3 separate regions of the Mus musculus genome follow, and regions 2 and 3 are each linked to region 1. The links are chromatin contacts, called in public HiChIP or PLAC-seq and promoter capture Hi-C maps. All regions are on one chromosome and are shown on one strand. The core of a region is the stretch at or near the end of the contact, and the rest is flanking DNA. Distances in the headings are between cores, read along the strand shown. Region 1 holds the start of Riox1 (ribosomal oxygenase 1). Region 2 has its middle 38 kb from the start of Gm31386. Region 3 has its middle 19 kb from the start of Numb.

Region 1 (4,836 bases), core at 2,094-4,593:
GCTGGGAGGGGAACAGTCATTTTATGTTCTAATTTAAGGGAAGAAATACTTCCTAAAAACACTCAACCTTAAAAACTGAACCTAGCAGTTGTGATAGGCTCTTAAGAGGCCCAGACATACCCTAAATGGCAAAGGTGCAGGGGTCAAACTATACCAGAACATACTCACAAGATCTGTAAGCAGCAGCCTCAGATCACCACCCCAAACCCAGGTCTTCTGGCTCCAAGCACTGTTTCTGGCGCACCAGGCTCTCTTCCACCAATCATGAGAGCATGCACTTGCTGGGAAAGTTGTGTCCAACTGTGGTGGGGGGATGTGGTGGGGAAATATGAGAGTGGAAAATAATCTGAACACCAATCTTCCCCCTATGGCCAGCTTGCAAAAAGCTGGGTGACTAAAGCCTGTGAAAGCACAACTAGGTGACATGACGCTGTCCTTGTGGGAGCTAGCAATGCCAGTAAGTCACTGATTTCAACCAAGCGCTGAACAAATACCGTATGTATTTCAGAGCTGATTCTGCTAGTAAAAGATCTCCTGCTAGGACTGTTCAGATTGGACGGAGTTCAAGTATCATAACTAAAAGGAGTATGTTACCTCCAAAGCCAATCCACGGCCCCAACCAGATATGTTTCTCGTCTTTAATGGGAGTGATGCTAGGATAAGCCCAGGGCGGTGCACATGCCAAGTGTCCGCTTGCTCTACCCCAGCTCTCTCACCTTTGCAAAAGATACTCCTTTGACATCCTAAGCCATGCTTTCTTTGTTTTTTGTTTTGAGACAAGGTTTCTCTGTATAGCTCTGGCTGTCCTGGATCTCACTTTGTAGACCAGGCTGGCCTCAAACTCAGAAATCCGCCTGCCTCTGCCTCCCGAGTGCTGGGATTGAAACCAAGCCCGGCTACTAAGCCATGCTTTCATCTGAGCCATATTTTATCTTCTTCCTCGTCCCACACTTCTTCAAATCAATCCCCCCCAAAAAATCTAGGCTTAGAAAAGAAAGATGGTCTTTGGCACTTTTTTTTTTAATAAATCTGACGTTCATACAAACTTAACGCGCAGCACACTGACCCCAGCTCAGCCCCGCAAACTGATGAAATAGAACCCAAGGAAGCAACTTCCATATAAAACCCCCAATGTCTCCAGCAGAATGGCCCAGCCAATGCTACCCGGTACACTGGACACTGTAGGGAATGAAGCTGGTGCTCTGAAAGGACAGGGGTCAGGGCCACTTCTGCCACGAACTTTCCCCCTCAGCTTCAATTCCTGTGTTTACTTTTACACCTAGGTAAAAAGGTTCTTCTCCAGCCTGAAGTCTGCGACACTGAAAAAATCCTAAAGGTAAGCACAACCATACTGATGCTTAGCAAGGTAAGAACCCGACCTCTTTAAAAAGAGAGGCAACGGTAGTGGAGAGTCGCAACGGCACTCTTTCCAGCCATCCTCAAAAAACTAACTCGGAACTAGAGGTGTCTTGGTGAGTAGCAGCCCCTTATCATATAACATGGTTGCCAAGGAGAGCTGGTCTTCCACACTGTCACATGGCAAGTCCCCCACTCTCACAAACTCCGGGTAGGAGCGAAGCAAGAGTTCCATGGCGTCGGCTTGCTGGGGGTGGATTTCTAAGCACTTGGGTTCCTCTAGGTGATAAACTCGAGAGTTTTCCACCGTGTGATACAGGAACAATCGGCCTCCCTCTCCCACCAGCCGAGCTACGCCGTCCTGAAGCATGTGGACTTGGGTTTCAGTTGTCAGCTGGGCCCCCACATTGACGGGTTCTCCAGCCTCCCAGCGAACTGGGAGCCCGTGAACACTTAGAGCCCGTTCCCTATCGGTCAACACAGGGGGCAGGGAATCGTGAATGAAGTCTTTTGCTCTCTGGTCAGCCACAGCATCGACAGGAGCAAAGTGTCCCAGGCGAGCAACCAAGACCCGCACCTTTTCCATGAAAGCTGTCCTTCTAGGATCCTTAGAGTCGGAATGCTGGGCCCCCATGTAATCCATGAAGTCTCGGGGCAAGCCTCTGCGGAACTCCACGTTCTCCTCTATGGCCGCTTGCACTGCCAGAGGCAGTACAGCCTCCAGGAAGTCACCCCATGTATTGCGCTGGTAGGTGGACAAGGTGAGGTGTAGGGAGTGGACTCCATCCTGACATTCAGCTTGGTGAATGAAGCCCCGAGGAAAATAGAGCAGGTCTCCAGGTTCCAGTACCGTTTGCAGCACAGGCTCACCAAGGTCCTCCTGGCTGAAGTTGGGACTAGATGTCAGGGCCAACTCCTCACTCGGGTCCCGCGGTCGGTAGACGCGCCAGAGTTTCCGACCTTCCAGCTGCAACACGAAAGCCTCGATGTCATCGTAGTGAGGAGCAAAGCCCTGCGAGTCCGGGGGCGTGAGGTAGACGTTGGAGCCCGCCATGCTGCCAAACTGCTCCTGGAGCACGGCCAGAAACTGCCACACGGTGGGCGAGAAGGCTTGCGGGCACAGGAGGCGCAAGGAGCAGCCGGCTCGGTACAAGGACCACGCGGCGGCGGGAAGCGCGCGGCCCGGCGGGTTCAAGGTCTCCCGCCGTCCATCGACGTAGCGCGCGGCGTCCAGATGCTGCCCGAATTGCACGTCCTCGTAGCGCAGCATCGAGTCCAGGTCGGCGGTGGAGAAGAGACCCTCGTAGTAGCTGCGGTCCTGCCGCCGCACCAGCACCGCCTCCCGCTCCCACAGCCGCCGGTAGAAGTGGTCCGGAGGCAGGGGCGCCAGGAGCCACTCGAAGAGGCGGGCGGCGCGCCTCCGGCTGCTGGGGATGCCGTTCAGCTCCGTCAGTACCTGCTGCAGCGGCGAAGCCCGGGGTCGCCCCGGCTCATCCGCGTGCGAGCCCGGCGGCGGCGGAGCGGCCGTCCCCAGGTTCCGGGAGAGCGCAGCCCATCCCTCCACGCGGCTCGGCAGCGTCGCCGAAGCCGACCTCGGGCGCGCTGACACCGGCCGCGGCTCCGCCGACCGCGAGGCCTCCAGCAGCTCTGCCGGCCTCTTCCGCTTGCCCCGAACCGAGGCCACCGCCACTTTCGAGTCCGAGTCCTCGCTCCGGAGCGCGCGAGCTCTCAGCGCGGCCACGCGGGACGCCGCCGCACTTTTCCGGTGCCTTCGGATCTTCCGGGGCCGCAAGGGCAGGGCCAAGACCGACGCGCCGCGGGGCTGCGACTGCGGGTGCCGCCGGCGCCTCCCCCGCCCGCGCTTCAGCAGCGCCGCACCGTTGCCATTCGGTAGCTCGTCCATAGCGGGGCGGCCGGCGGGTCCCACGCTTCCGCGGCCGTGGTGCTTTCTGGGAAGGGGGCGAGTCCTTCGGCATTCCCTGGGTAGGCCAAGCCTACCGTCTTCCTGGGTCCTACAGCTAGCCCGGTTTGTCACCTTTTAAAACCGCGGTAGTATGCACTGGCAAGGCAAAATTCTCTACCAGATAAAGACTCCGTGTAAGAAAAGAAGGCACGAGGCATTTCAAAAGAAAACAACTTCATTCCTCTTTTTTGCTTTTCTGGGACAGAATCTTTCTACAGAAGCCGTAGCTATATAGTCCTAGAACTTATTAGGTGAGCCAAGTTGGCTTTGAACTCACAGAGATTTCTGTCTCTGCCTCGCGATTGCTGGGATTAAAGGTGTGCAGCGCTGAGCCTGGCTTCCTGTTTTAGTCCGCTTTCTCATTTTTGTGGTAGGCATTTTTGTTCCTAGGCAGTTTCCTGGTAGAATGGAATGAAGGCAAAGTTTGATATTCTGTATGAAGCACAGCTCTTACTGGCTCTCTTCACTGCAGAAAACTTCATTGTTAAGCCTCTCCTCTTCTTTTTCCTCTCTCTCCTCAGTTACAAAGCCTTGCCAGGTATGGTGGTTCATGCACGGGGAAGGCTGAGGTTACAGGGTGAGCCGCTTGTAATTAATATTCTTCCTCTGAAAAGGAAGTTAGGGACTTCTCCACTTTGTCAGTGTATTGCTACATAGTCCTTTCTAACCTCAAACTCCTGGGCTTGCCTCTCAATATGACATTGCAATAGGCTGTTTCTCCTCCTCCTCCTCTTCTTCAAGCTTCTGACTTTTTAAAAAGTTTGTGCATGCGTACGTGTATGTCTCAAGGAGGCCAGAGAAATCTCTTAGTACAGTAGTTTGTGGAAATCTCTCTCTGATCCTTGGATAGAGTCGTAAACACTCTTTAACCACTGAACCATCATCTCTAGCCCCCCGCAGACACCGCTTCTGCAAGCATTCTTGTGAGTGTGTGTGTGTGTGTGTGTGTGTGTGTGTGTGTGTGTGTGTGTGTGTGTGTATTTTACATATGTATGTACCACCATGCCTGGCAGAACATAGGTCTTGATTGGGCAGGATGGCAATACTTTCTCAGGGAGTTAGGTAGCTTAAATGAATTGATTGGAACCTGTGATGGTTAACACCGATTGTCAACTTGACAGGTGTTAGTGTTATTTTACATAGTGTGTTGCAGTTTTCCTCTTAACCCAGCTAACTCCCAAAGAATTGAGACTGGACTAGTATATTTACTCAAAAAGCTTTAAGGGCACAACAACTGAGCAGGTTACTCTATTTTAATCCTTTATGCTAATCTAGCACCTTCCCGACAGAATCTTCCTGATACTTGCAGCATTTTAGTACTGATCTGGTTCTCTGGGCTCCCGGACTGCTCTTTGTTTTTTCTTTCTCCTTTTCCTTATCTCTCTTGGAGTCTCTCCTCCCAGCCAATCCCCACTTCCTCTCTCGAACTCTGCAAATGTCCAGCCCTATTCTCTTTCGTGCTCATTCATTGGCTGATCAGTTCTTTACTGACCAATCAGGGAATTATTGTAGAGCAA
Region 2 (4,725 bases), core at 2,041-4,540, 68 kb after region 1:
CCTGGAACAGCAGGACTTGAGGACGGCTTGGAACGACCAGATGGTGCCCTCATCCTCATTGCTAAAATCAACCTGTTTGCCCAGAGAAAGTGGAACAGGGTCAGTAAGGTAAATATTAGCCTGATCCTGATCCTGGCAGTATTTGTTATGGGCAGCCACCACTTTCTCTGGGGAAGAATTCTTAAGACTGGCAATGACTGGAAGGAGGATGGGGCAAAGAACAAGGGAGGGATAATCCCAGACTGTACCTCATGCTTGTGGGCAAAGAAGAGAACACGCATCCAGAGGTCAGGGTCCCACATGTTCTGTGGCTCTTGAGCATGCCTGACTGGCCAGCAAGAACAACACTGCAACAGGATCCTTTCGCACACGTTTATTGGGAGAGCTTGATTGCAGAGGCGAAGTGACCTCAAGCCCAGAACTGGTGCTGCTTGTATAGGCCTAGGAGAGGCGTGTCTTACACCTGGATTGGTTATGCATGGGTTATGCTTACCACCTCATTTGCATGCCTACATCTGATTGGTTAACTTGTCTCTCATCTGATTGGTTAATTCTCAAAACCTCATCTTGGCAAAAAAAAAAAAAAAAAAAACTTTACTGCCTATGTATGCGTGGTGGCCAGCGGAAGCCAGCGCCACCCTGCAACGGCACATGTGGCTTCCCACATGTGGTGATATCCAGGGGGTTGAAAAAGCAACTTCCTCCCAAAATTGGTCCAGGTTGTGAGTCATAACCTTGAGACCATGAGTAACCAGAAGGGTTTTCAGAGCCCTAATCTGGGGTTCCTTGATGATGGAGGGGAGGGAACCCATGACAACTAGCGCAAAGGAAACAAGTGAAGAACTGATACAACAAATATGACAGAGGTGGTGACTAAGCAGGGAACTCCCTCAGGTGTAGCTCAAAGGCCCTATGCCTGCACAGTGTTCCTGGGATGGGAAAGGCACTTGGGAGCTGATCCCTGATACCACCACCTTGGAGACCAGCCCCTATGTCACTTACTAGGATGCATCGGAACTAAAAAGTGAAAATAAGCAGACAAAGACAAAGGAGAAAGAAAATATGTCTGCTGCATGTTTACTGTAGCACGCTCACCTAAACAAAGACAAAGAAGGAAGAAAAGATGGCTGCTGCAAGCTCACCCTCACACTGAGACCAAAACTGAAAGTATGATGGTCACCAGGATGAACAGACAAAAAAAAGACAGAAATGAGGTCTGAGTACTCACCCTCACGAGATCCACACATAAAACACTAAGAGGCCAACTCACTGCAAAGCAACTGAAGGGCACAACAGTAGTAGTACTATGAGAAGAGCAGATCATGTCAAACCGTGAGCCAAGGAGGTTCACAAGCAGCCAAAAACAAAAAACAAAACAAAACAACAACAAAACCAACCAACCAAAAAAAACCAACCCACCCACCCTCCCCCACAAAAAAACGAGGACAATGTAGTCTGTCCACATTGGGCGCCAGACGCTGCCTATGCCTGCACTACTCACTGCTTGACTCTACCTGCCCTTGCGGGTTGGAGGTGAGGTGGTGCAGAATCAAAGACAGAGACTCAGAAAGCAAGTAAGAAAAGCCACAACAAGTTCTGAATGCTGCTGCCAGCCCCTTTAATATCCCCCACCCATGCTCCATTGGTCCCAAGAAAGCATCTCTTCTAACAGCAATTCCCAATTGCCTACCATTGTCTGTATCTTCAGTCCTTGGACTCTCAGGCAGTCCTCAATTAGGTCCTCCTGCAGGAGATGCTTTTGTGATTGCTCGCCCCTGGTGTTTACATAGAGGTGACCCCACCTGTTTGTGTGTGTGTGTGTACATATAAATATGTATATATGTATACATACACTACACACACACACACACATATTGCTTTGCTCTAGTCAATATTGTGTTTTTAAGAGTCATCTATATTATATAGCTCCTTTGGGAGGATGCTTGTCTAGGATGCTTGAAATCCTTGGTTCAGTCCCTAACACTATATAAACTACCTATAATCACAGAACTCAAGGAGAGGCAGGAGGATCAGAAGTCATTTTTGGCTACAGGGTAAATTGGAGGCCTCAAAAAAGTTGTTGTTTTTTTTTAATGACTGTTACTATATATTTTTCTTAAGTCTTTAGGTACACATGGACAAGATTTTTCTTTCTTTCTTTCTCCCTTTCTCTCTCCCTTTCTCTCTCTCTCTCTCTCTCTCTCTCTCTCTCTCTCTCTCTCTCTCTCTTTGTTTTTGTTAATTGGGCAACAGATCCCATTACAGATAATTCTAAGCCACTATGCGGTTACTGAGAATTGAACTCAGGCCCCTGGAAGAGGAACTACTGCTCTTTGTTTTGTTTTGTTTTGTTTTGTTTTGTTTTGTGTTTTCGAGACAGAGTTCTCTGTGTAGCCCTGGCTGTCCTGGAACTAACTCTGTAGACCAGGCTGGCCTCAAACTTAGAGATCTGTCTGCCTCTGCCTCCCAAGTGCTGGGATTAAAGGCGTGTGCCACCACGCCTGGTGGAACTAGTGCTCTTGACCACTGAGCCATCTCTCCAGCCCTCTACAGTGAATTTTAAAAATATATATATTTTTTGAGACTAGTTTGTCAATATAGTACTAGCTGTCCTTAGACTTGTGACCTTCTTGCCTTTGCCTTCTGAAATGCAGGGATCACAGGTGTACGATACACCTCTACACGTCACTTACACACCAGGTGTGTAGGAGGTGCAGGGGGACATGCATGCTAGGCAAGGACTCTTATCAAATGTGATTCATCCCAGCCTCTGTTACACATCTTTTTGATATAAAAGTTTTGTACTTAGTTTGCTTTTTTATGGCTATCTAAATATTAGAGCTCTTATCTCCCTGTTTTTGGTTAATTTTAGTTATGTAGGGTGTGGTTGATGGGAGGTAATTTGTTTGCTTTAATTTTTTGTATTGCCTTAATTAAAAGCTATTGAAGTGGGTATTTTGATTGGTATTTCTGTGGTATGAGTTGTTTTGTCCTTTTCTAGTCTCTAAGTCTCTTGATTATGTATAATCTTTGTGTTCCTTCTCTCTCCTTCTTCCCTCCCCCTCCACTTGCATAGGTGGTGAACAGTTGCGTGTAGTTTTAAAATCAAAACCCACACTAAATCTGGCTATACTCTGGCCTTGGCGGTCTTGCCCACCCCCATGGCCAGCCCCAAGTGGCCATCTTGCCCTGGTTTCCGCTGCCAGCCTGCTGCCAAGCCGCTCTGGGCAAAAACCTGCTCCCAAGTTAGCTCTCTCCGCTTGCTGAGCTAACCGAACCAGTCTTTCCTGAAATGCCTGGAGCTGCTGCTCTTACTTCCCCCTGTGGCTGGCCTGCAGAAAGCCAGCTATGGCTCACTCAGATCCCCCTCGCCCTGTGAAATATTAGAGACTTATAATATACCAGCCAGATTTATAATGGTAAATCTCCAACCTCAAAATGCCTGTGTGAAGAACACACAACTCAGTAATTACAAGCTGCACGCTTAGATTAGACAAATACACCACTTCACTACTCTATGCCCAGCTGTGGAATCCCTAGCTACTTGCGGCTCCTCCAGGCCACTGGGTCTGCTCCATCTTTCTCTCCCTCTGTCTTGTCTGGCCTTGTTCTTCCTCATTCCCCTCTCTAAAACTTTCAGCTCCGCCTCTCCCTTCCACTGCCCAATCACAGGCTCTATCTTTATCTGACCAATTAAGATTTCACCTGACCTCACCTGAGTATGTGATCTACTCCACATTGAAGCACCTCTCCTGAGGGAGCAGAAAATACAATCAGCAATCCACAACAAGCTCTGATTTCATCTGTCTCCTGTAGAATTACTTCCTTTCCTTTTGCTAAGAATTGTGAAGCAAGCCAGGCATAGTGGCACAAGCCTTTAATCCCAGCACTTGGGAGGCAGAGGCAGGCAGATTTCTGAGTTCCAGGCCAGCCTGGTCTACAAAGTGAGTTCCAGGACAGCCAAGGCTACACAGAGAAACCCTGTATCGAAAAACCAAAAAAAAAAAAAAAAAAAAAAAAAAAAAAAAAGAATTGTGAAGCAATCTTAACTAAAGATCCTTTTTAAAATTTTTATGTATTTATGTGTGTATATGGGTTCATGAACATACACATAGGTATGGGCAGTTGCATGTGGAAGGCAGAGGTTGATACTAGCTTTCTTATCTGAGACAGGGATGTGCACTGAATCTCATTGATACAAAATTATCCAGGTCTGATTAAAACTTAAATCTTAGGCTAAGGTTGCTCTTCTCTGAGCTGTTTCTAAAATGGAACTACCTAGAGGTGTAAGCAATCTTGTCCATTTACATTTAGGGAGCTAATAAAAGATTCTTTGTTGCTTTTTTGAGATAAGTCTCACTATGTAATCTGGCTTGGAAGTTGCTGTGTAGCCCATGTAGGCTTTGGACTGGTGGTCCTACTGCCTCAGCTCCATGAGTACTAGGATTAACGTGTGTACCAGCACACTTAGATGAAAAGGTTCTTAAGCAGTCTTTTCTGGAGGTAGTGGTGAAGTGTTACAGTGGAGATTGAGCTTTTAATACAGGGGAAATTTTGGCAAACCAAATCTTTGAGCTAACAGTCATTAATTATTATTTATGTTCTGTGAGTACACATTGCCAGTATCTTCCAGTTTCATTTCTGTTGCTATGATAAAATCACCTGTCAACTTAAAGGGTTTGTTTTAGCTCACAATTCCATGTCACAGCCCATCATAGCAGAGAA
Region 3 (4,773 bases), core at 1,149-3,648, 90 kb after region 1:
AAAACCCAAAATGTATATAGTTAGTATACTGGCTGGTTTTGTGTGTCAGCTTGACACAGACTGGAATTATCACAGAGAAAGGAGCCTCCCTTGAGGAAATGCCTCCATGAGATCCGGCTGTAAGGCATTTTCTCAATTAGTGAGCAAGGGGGGAGGGCCCATTGTGGGTGGTAACGTCCCTGGGCTGGTAGTCTTCCATTCTATAAGAAAGCAAGCTGAACAAGGCAAACCAGTAAGAAACATTCCTCTATAGCCTCTGCATCAGCTCCTGCTTCCCGACCTGCCAGAGTTTCTGTCCTGGCTTCCTTTGAACAGCAATGTGGAAGTGTAAGCTGAATAAACCCTTTCCTCCCCAACTTGCTCCTTGGTCATGATGGTTTATGCAGAATAGAAACCCTGACTAAGACACATAGAGAATGATTGGTTGGTTGATGTTGTATGTTTTTGAGCCAAGACTTCTAAATTCCCAATCTAGCTGATGTACCTTGAACCCTTGCTTCTTTTACCTCCTCTCAAATACTAGGATTATAGGAGTGTACCACATGCCCAGCTGTAATTTATTTTTAAGAAGACAAAATAATTGTTCTCATTACTTAATGAAAATAAAGTGTTGCAGGAATTCCCAGTCATATAGAAAAATTACAAACTAGTAATATAATATTTTTATTATAGGACCTGAATGTTTTGTTTTTGTTTGTTCTGTTGTTGCCTCAAGGAACTTGTATCCTGTATTTTTGCCCAAATGATTGTAAAATAGATAGTTTGAAGATTTCTTAAACATTTCTGTCTAATATGCTTTCTTGCAAAAGAATAGTTTGTAAAAAAATTTTAAAAAATGGATACTCTTTTTCCATTCCAGTCAAGTACTTCTGTGAATTTATCTTTAAACCTTTAAGCCAAGGCATGTTGGCCCATGCTAGTAACCTGAACTTAGGAGGATTGTGAGTAGGAGATCAGCACGGGCTACATTGAAAACCCTGTGGCCAAACAGAGTAAATCAGGTACAATGTTGGTACTTACTGAAGAATTGAGATTCAGAAGGCAGCAATAATGACAATTTAAGTTTAAATTCTGAAATGCCAGAAATGCAGTTGTAATAGGAAATCTAGAAAACTGTCAAATATTTGAGAGCTTATCATGCACAAAACTGTGGTTTGTGTAGTAGAACGGAAGGAAAATGAACCACTATGTTCTTTTTAAGCAAGCAGTTGAGACAGTGCTTACAACAGACAGGACATTACGTAACATAAGTTAAGTAACATAAATAAAGTATAGTTTTAGTGGTGGGAGATAAAACGAAGAGGTAGGATTTAAGTACAAACTTAAACAAGGAGGATTTGAGTGTTATATGTGACAAAGAGGGGCATCCAGGCAGAGGGAACCAAATGGGTACTGGACAAAGACTGTATGAGACTACCAGTTATATAGCTTCACCCTGAGGAGAGAAGAGGAAAATTAGGGAACTGATTTCGTCAGTTCAGCATGTATTTTATATCAAATACTGTATTTTCTTGCTTAAATACCAGAACATTATTATCTTTTTGTTGAGCGAGAGTGAGACACGGTCTCACTATTTGGCTTTAACTGGTCTGGAGGTTGCGGTGTAGGCCAAGCTGGCTTTGAGCTTACAAAAGGTCTGAGTCCTAGGATTTATTTTAAAAACAAACAAACAAACAACAACAAAACAAAAACAAACAAACAAACAAACAAAACCCAAGTGAAAGTGAATTGCAGACACTTTACCATTTTAGTCCTAAACATTGTGATTAACAGTATGTATGTATGTACCACCATGCCTGGCACGAACTTTATAATCTTATTTTTTTCTTGAAGAATTGAAATCCTAAATAAATTGTCTGAAGTTTGCTACTGTTGACATTGGAATTCAAATTCAGATTTGTCTTAAGACTGTGCTTTCAGCTTTTCCATCAGTTGATTTTTAAAAGTTAAAAACTGGGACTGGAGAAATGACTCAGCAGTTTAGAGTACTAGTTGCTCCTCTGGAGGGCCTGGTTTCAATTCCCAGCACCACATGGCAGCTTGAAACTGTCTGTGACTCCAGTTCCCGAGGATCCATGGTATCAGGCATGCATATGGTGCACTTATTTATTGCATGCAGGCAAAATACCATACACATAAAATAAAATAATCTTTTTTTTTTAAAAACTTATAAACCATGGAATCTTGATTATCAGTTTGACTGGATTTAGAGTCCCCTAGATGACACATTTCTGGATGTTTTCATGAGAGGGGTTCCAGAGTAATTTAACTGAGGAGGGTAGAGTTATAATTGGGCTGGTGTTTCCTATTTTATATGGGTAGAGTTATAATTAGGCTGGTGTCTCTGACTGAATAAAAAGGAAGAAAGGAGGAAGCAGAAGAGCAACATTGGTTCCTCTTCTCTGTTTCATGTGACTAGCCACATTCTGCTTCCCTTCCACAATGGGCTATACCCTCAGACTGTGAGCCAGCAGGAAACCTTCCTTAAGTTGCTTTTGTTGGGTATTTCTGTCAGAGCAGTGAGAGAATAAGCTCATATGAAAAAATGTTTATCAAGGAGCAGACTTCTGTGATAAACCTCACTACATGACTTGTGCCATTTGCAGGAAGAATGTAGAATTCCAGGGTAGAGTGTTGTTGCAAGCAGAGCTTAATGGGCCATTCCTGTGGGGGTACAAAAGACCAAAATGCCAAGAGAAGTATGGACAATGAAGCCTAGCTCATACGGGTTTTTGTTTTGTTTTGTTTTTTAGAAGAAGTTTCTAAAGTAGTAAAAGTAAATGAATAACCTGCTATTTCAAATGTGTTTTCTGTTAGTCTTTGAAGATTTTTAGTATAGAATTTAAAAGGAGTTGAAGTAAATGGAAATTTAAAAATATAGTTATTGTTGCCTGTCTTAGGGTTTTAATGCTGTGAACAGACACCATGACCAATGCAAGTCTTATAAAGGACAACATTTAATTGTGGCTGGCCTACAGGTTCAGAGGTTCAGTCCATTATCATCAAGGTGGGCAGCATCCAGGCAGGCATGGTGCAGAGTTCTACATCTTCATCTGAAGATGAAGATGCAAGCAGAATACTGGCTCCCAGGCAATTAGGATGAGGGTATTAAAGCCCATATTCACAGTGACACACCTACTCCAACAAGGCCACACCTTCTAATAGGGCCACTCCCTGGGCCAAGCATATACAAACTATCCCATTCCACTCCCCTGGCCCTCATAGGCTTGTTTAAACATGAATCTATGGGGGCCATATCTAAACATAGTATAATGCAAAATACATTTAGTTCAACTTCCAAAGTCCCCAGTCTGTAGAAGTCTCAACAATGTTAAAAGTCCAAAGTTCAAAGTTTCTTCTGAGATTCACCCAATCACTTATCTGTAATCCCCAAAGCAAGACAGGAAACCAGCTGGGCAAACTCCAAACTGCATCTCCATGTCTGATGTCAAAGTGGTCTTCAGATCTTCCAACTCCTTTTTCATTTTTGTTGACTGCAACAAACTTCTTTCTCCTGGGATGGTTCCACTTCCTGTTAGCAGCTTTCCTCAGCAGATAGCCCATGGCTCTGGTATCTCGAACATCTTGGGGGTCTCCAAGACAACTTCAATGTTACAGCTTCTTGTTTCAATGTCTGGGATGCACACATGATTTTCTGGGCTCCTCATAAGGGCTGGCACCACTTCTCCAGCTCCACCCTCTGTGTCAGTCTAAGCTCAGGGTGATCAACCCCACTGCTGCTGCAGTTCTTGGTGATCATCCCATGGTAATGGCTTCTCCAGTACACTGGGATCTTCTGCTGCAACTAGGCTTCACCAATAATAGCCTCTCATAGGCTCTCTTCATGGTGCCAACTTCAAATCCTTTGAATGACTCCTTCAGTCCTAGTCTGCCAACTGCATTTGGGGCTGCACCTTCACCAATGGCCTTCCACGGCCTCTCACAGTGCCAAGCCTCAACTGCTCTTCATAACCCCTTCATGCCTTCAAAACCAGTACCACCTGGGCAATTCTTACACATTACCTAGTACAGCTGCAGCATGAGTTACAGTCTTGGCTATCTCTGGAACACAGCCTCTGTGCTCACAGAAAACACCTCCCAAAAGACTTCACCTCAGTGATGCTGGCCTCTTCTTCTTCTTTTTTTTTTTTTTTTTTTTTTTTTTTTTTGGTTTTGGTTTTGGTTTTTCGAGACAGGGTTTCTCTGTATAGCCCTAGCTGTCCTGAAACTCACTTTGTAGACCAGGCTGGCCTCGAACTCAGAAATCTGCCTGCCTCCGCCTCCCGAGTGCTGGGATTAAAGGCATGTGCCACCACACCTGTCCACTGGCCTCTTCTTAATCACCACTAATTTCTTAGCTCCAGCTAACCAGCATCAATTGTCCCAGTAGTCCCTTTTATTCTGGACTCTAAAACCAGAGCCATGTGGCCAAAGCTGGGGCTGGAACATGCCCCCATTGTTCTGTTATATTATCACCAGCTTTCTGTTTTCCAAATCCTTCATTGCCTAAGCTTGGCTGCCCTGGAACTTGCTTCATAGACTGACTTTGAACTCAGAGATCTGCTTGTCTTTGCCTCCTGGGTTTAAAGGGTTGTACTATCATGTCTGGACCTAAATTTAGCTGGGGGGGAATCTTTCCCCCAAGGACACTATTCCCTTAATTCAATTTATCCTTGAACGTAGGATTCAGCTCCATTTCACTTCTGGTGCCCCGTTAATACCATATATTTTATATTTTTCCTTTCTCAGTTTGCTCTGCTTGTTTATAATGCT

The links. Promoter capture Hi-C pulls out the DNA fragments that hold promoters and counts their contacts. HiChIP or PLAC-seq counts read pairs in DNA pulled down with a chosen protein or histone mark.
Region 2: an H3K27ac HiChIP or PLAC-seq map of microglia shows a contact between it and region 1, with 3 times the contacts expected there. The contact joins the enhancer-like site here to the promoter of Riox1 in region 1. A contact is called at or near these places in 4 of 39 promoter capture datasets (liver, neutrophils and stem cell-derived epiblast-like cells), 1 of 15 datasets of contacts at CTCF or cohesin (the NIH/3T3 cell line), 2 of 484 Hi-C or Micro-C datasets (cerebral cortex and liver), 7 of 115 datasets of contacts at active chromatin or transcription factors (the SCID.adh cell line, bone marrow-derived macrophages, embryonic stem cells and 2 more) and 3 of 9 other capture datasets (adipose tissue, liver and pancreatic islet).
Region 3: a contact with region 1 is called in a promoter capture Hi-C map of neutrophils, with 5 times the contacts expected there. The contact joins the enhancer-like site here to the promoter of Riox1 in region 1. A contact is called at or near these places in 9 of 39 promoter capture datasets (3T3-L1-derived adipocytes, the C10 cell line, the HPC-7 cell line and 5 more), 1 of 15 datasets of contacts at CTCF or cohesin (the NIH/3T3 cell line), 6 of 484 Hi-C or Micro-C datasets (CD4 T cells, ECoMG-derived neutrophils, bone marrow-derived macrophages and 3 more), 5 of 115 datasets of contacts at active chromatin or transcription factors (bone marrow-derived macrophages, cardiomyocytes, fetal liver and 2 more) and 4 of 9 other capture datasets (adipose tissue, liver, macrophages and 1 more).

What each region holds. Positions count from the first base shown.
Region 1 is chr12:83,949,115-83,953,950 of GRCm38.p6, reverse strand. Riox1 (ribosomal oxygenase 1) reads right to left here and starts at 3,343. Exons shown (of 1, transcript NM_023633.3): 1 at 998-3,343. The coding sequence starts at 3,259. The coding sequence ends at 1,448. It overlaps Heatr4 (HEAT repeat containing 4), which reads left to right. Exons shown (of 17, transcript NM_001376939.1): 16 at 1,284-1,336.
Region 2 is chr12:83,881,241-83,885,965 of GRCm38.p6, reverse strand. It overlaps a transcript of Numb not described here. Among named protein-coding and RNA genes, the nearest start is that of Gm31386, 38 kb to the left of the region's middle. Within about 2 kb of position 3,290, at least 31 of the 459 cell types and tissues checked have an H3K27ac peak or open chromatin away from gene starts, as enhancers often do. A contact at or near this core is called in cerebral cortex, embryonic stem cells, microglia and 1 more, where this site is marked.
Region 3 is chr12:83,858,521-83,863,293 of GRCm38.p6, reverse strand. It overlaps a transcript of Numb not described here. Among named protein-coding and RNA genes, the nearest start is that of Numb, 19 kb to the right of the region's middle. Within about 2 kb of position 2,398, at least 41 of the 459 cell types and tissues checked have an H3K27ac peak or open chromatin away from gene starts, as enhancers often do. A contact at or near this core is called in ECoMG-derived neutrophils, the HPC-7 cell line, bone marrow-derived macrophages and 1 more, where this site is marked.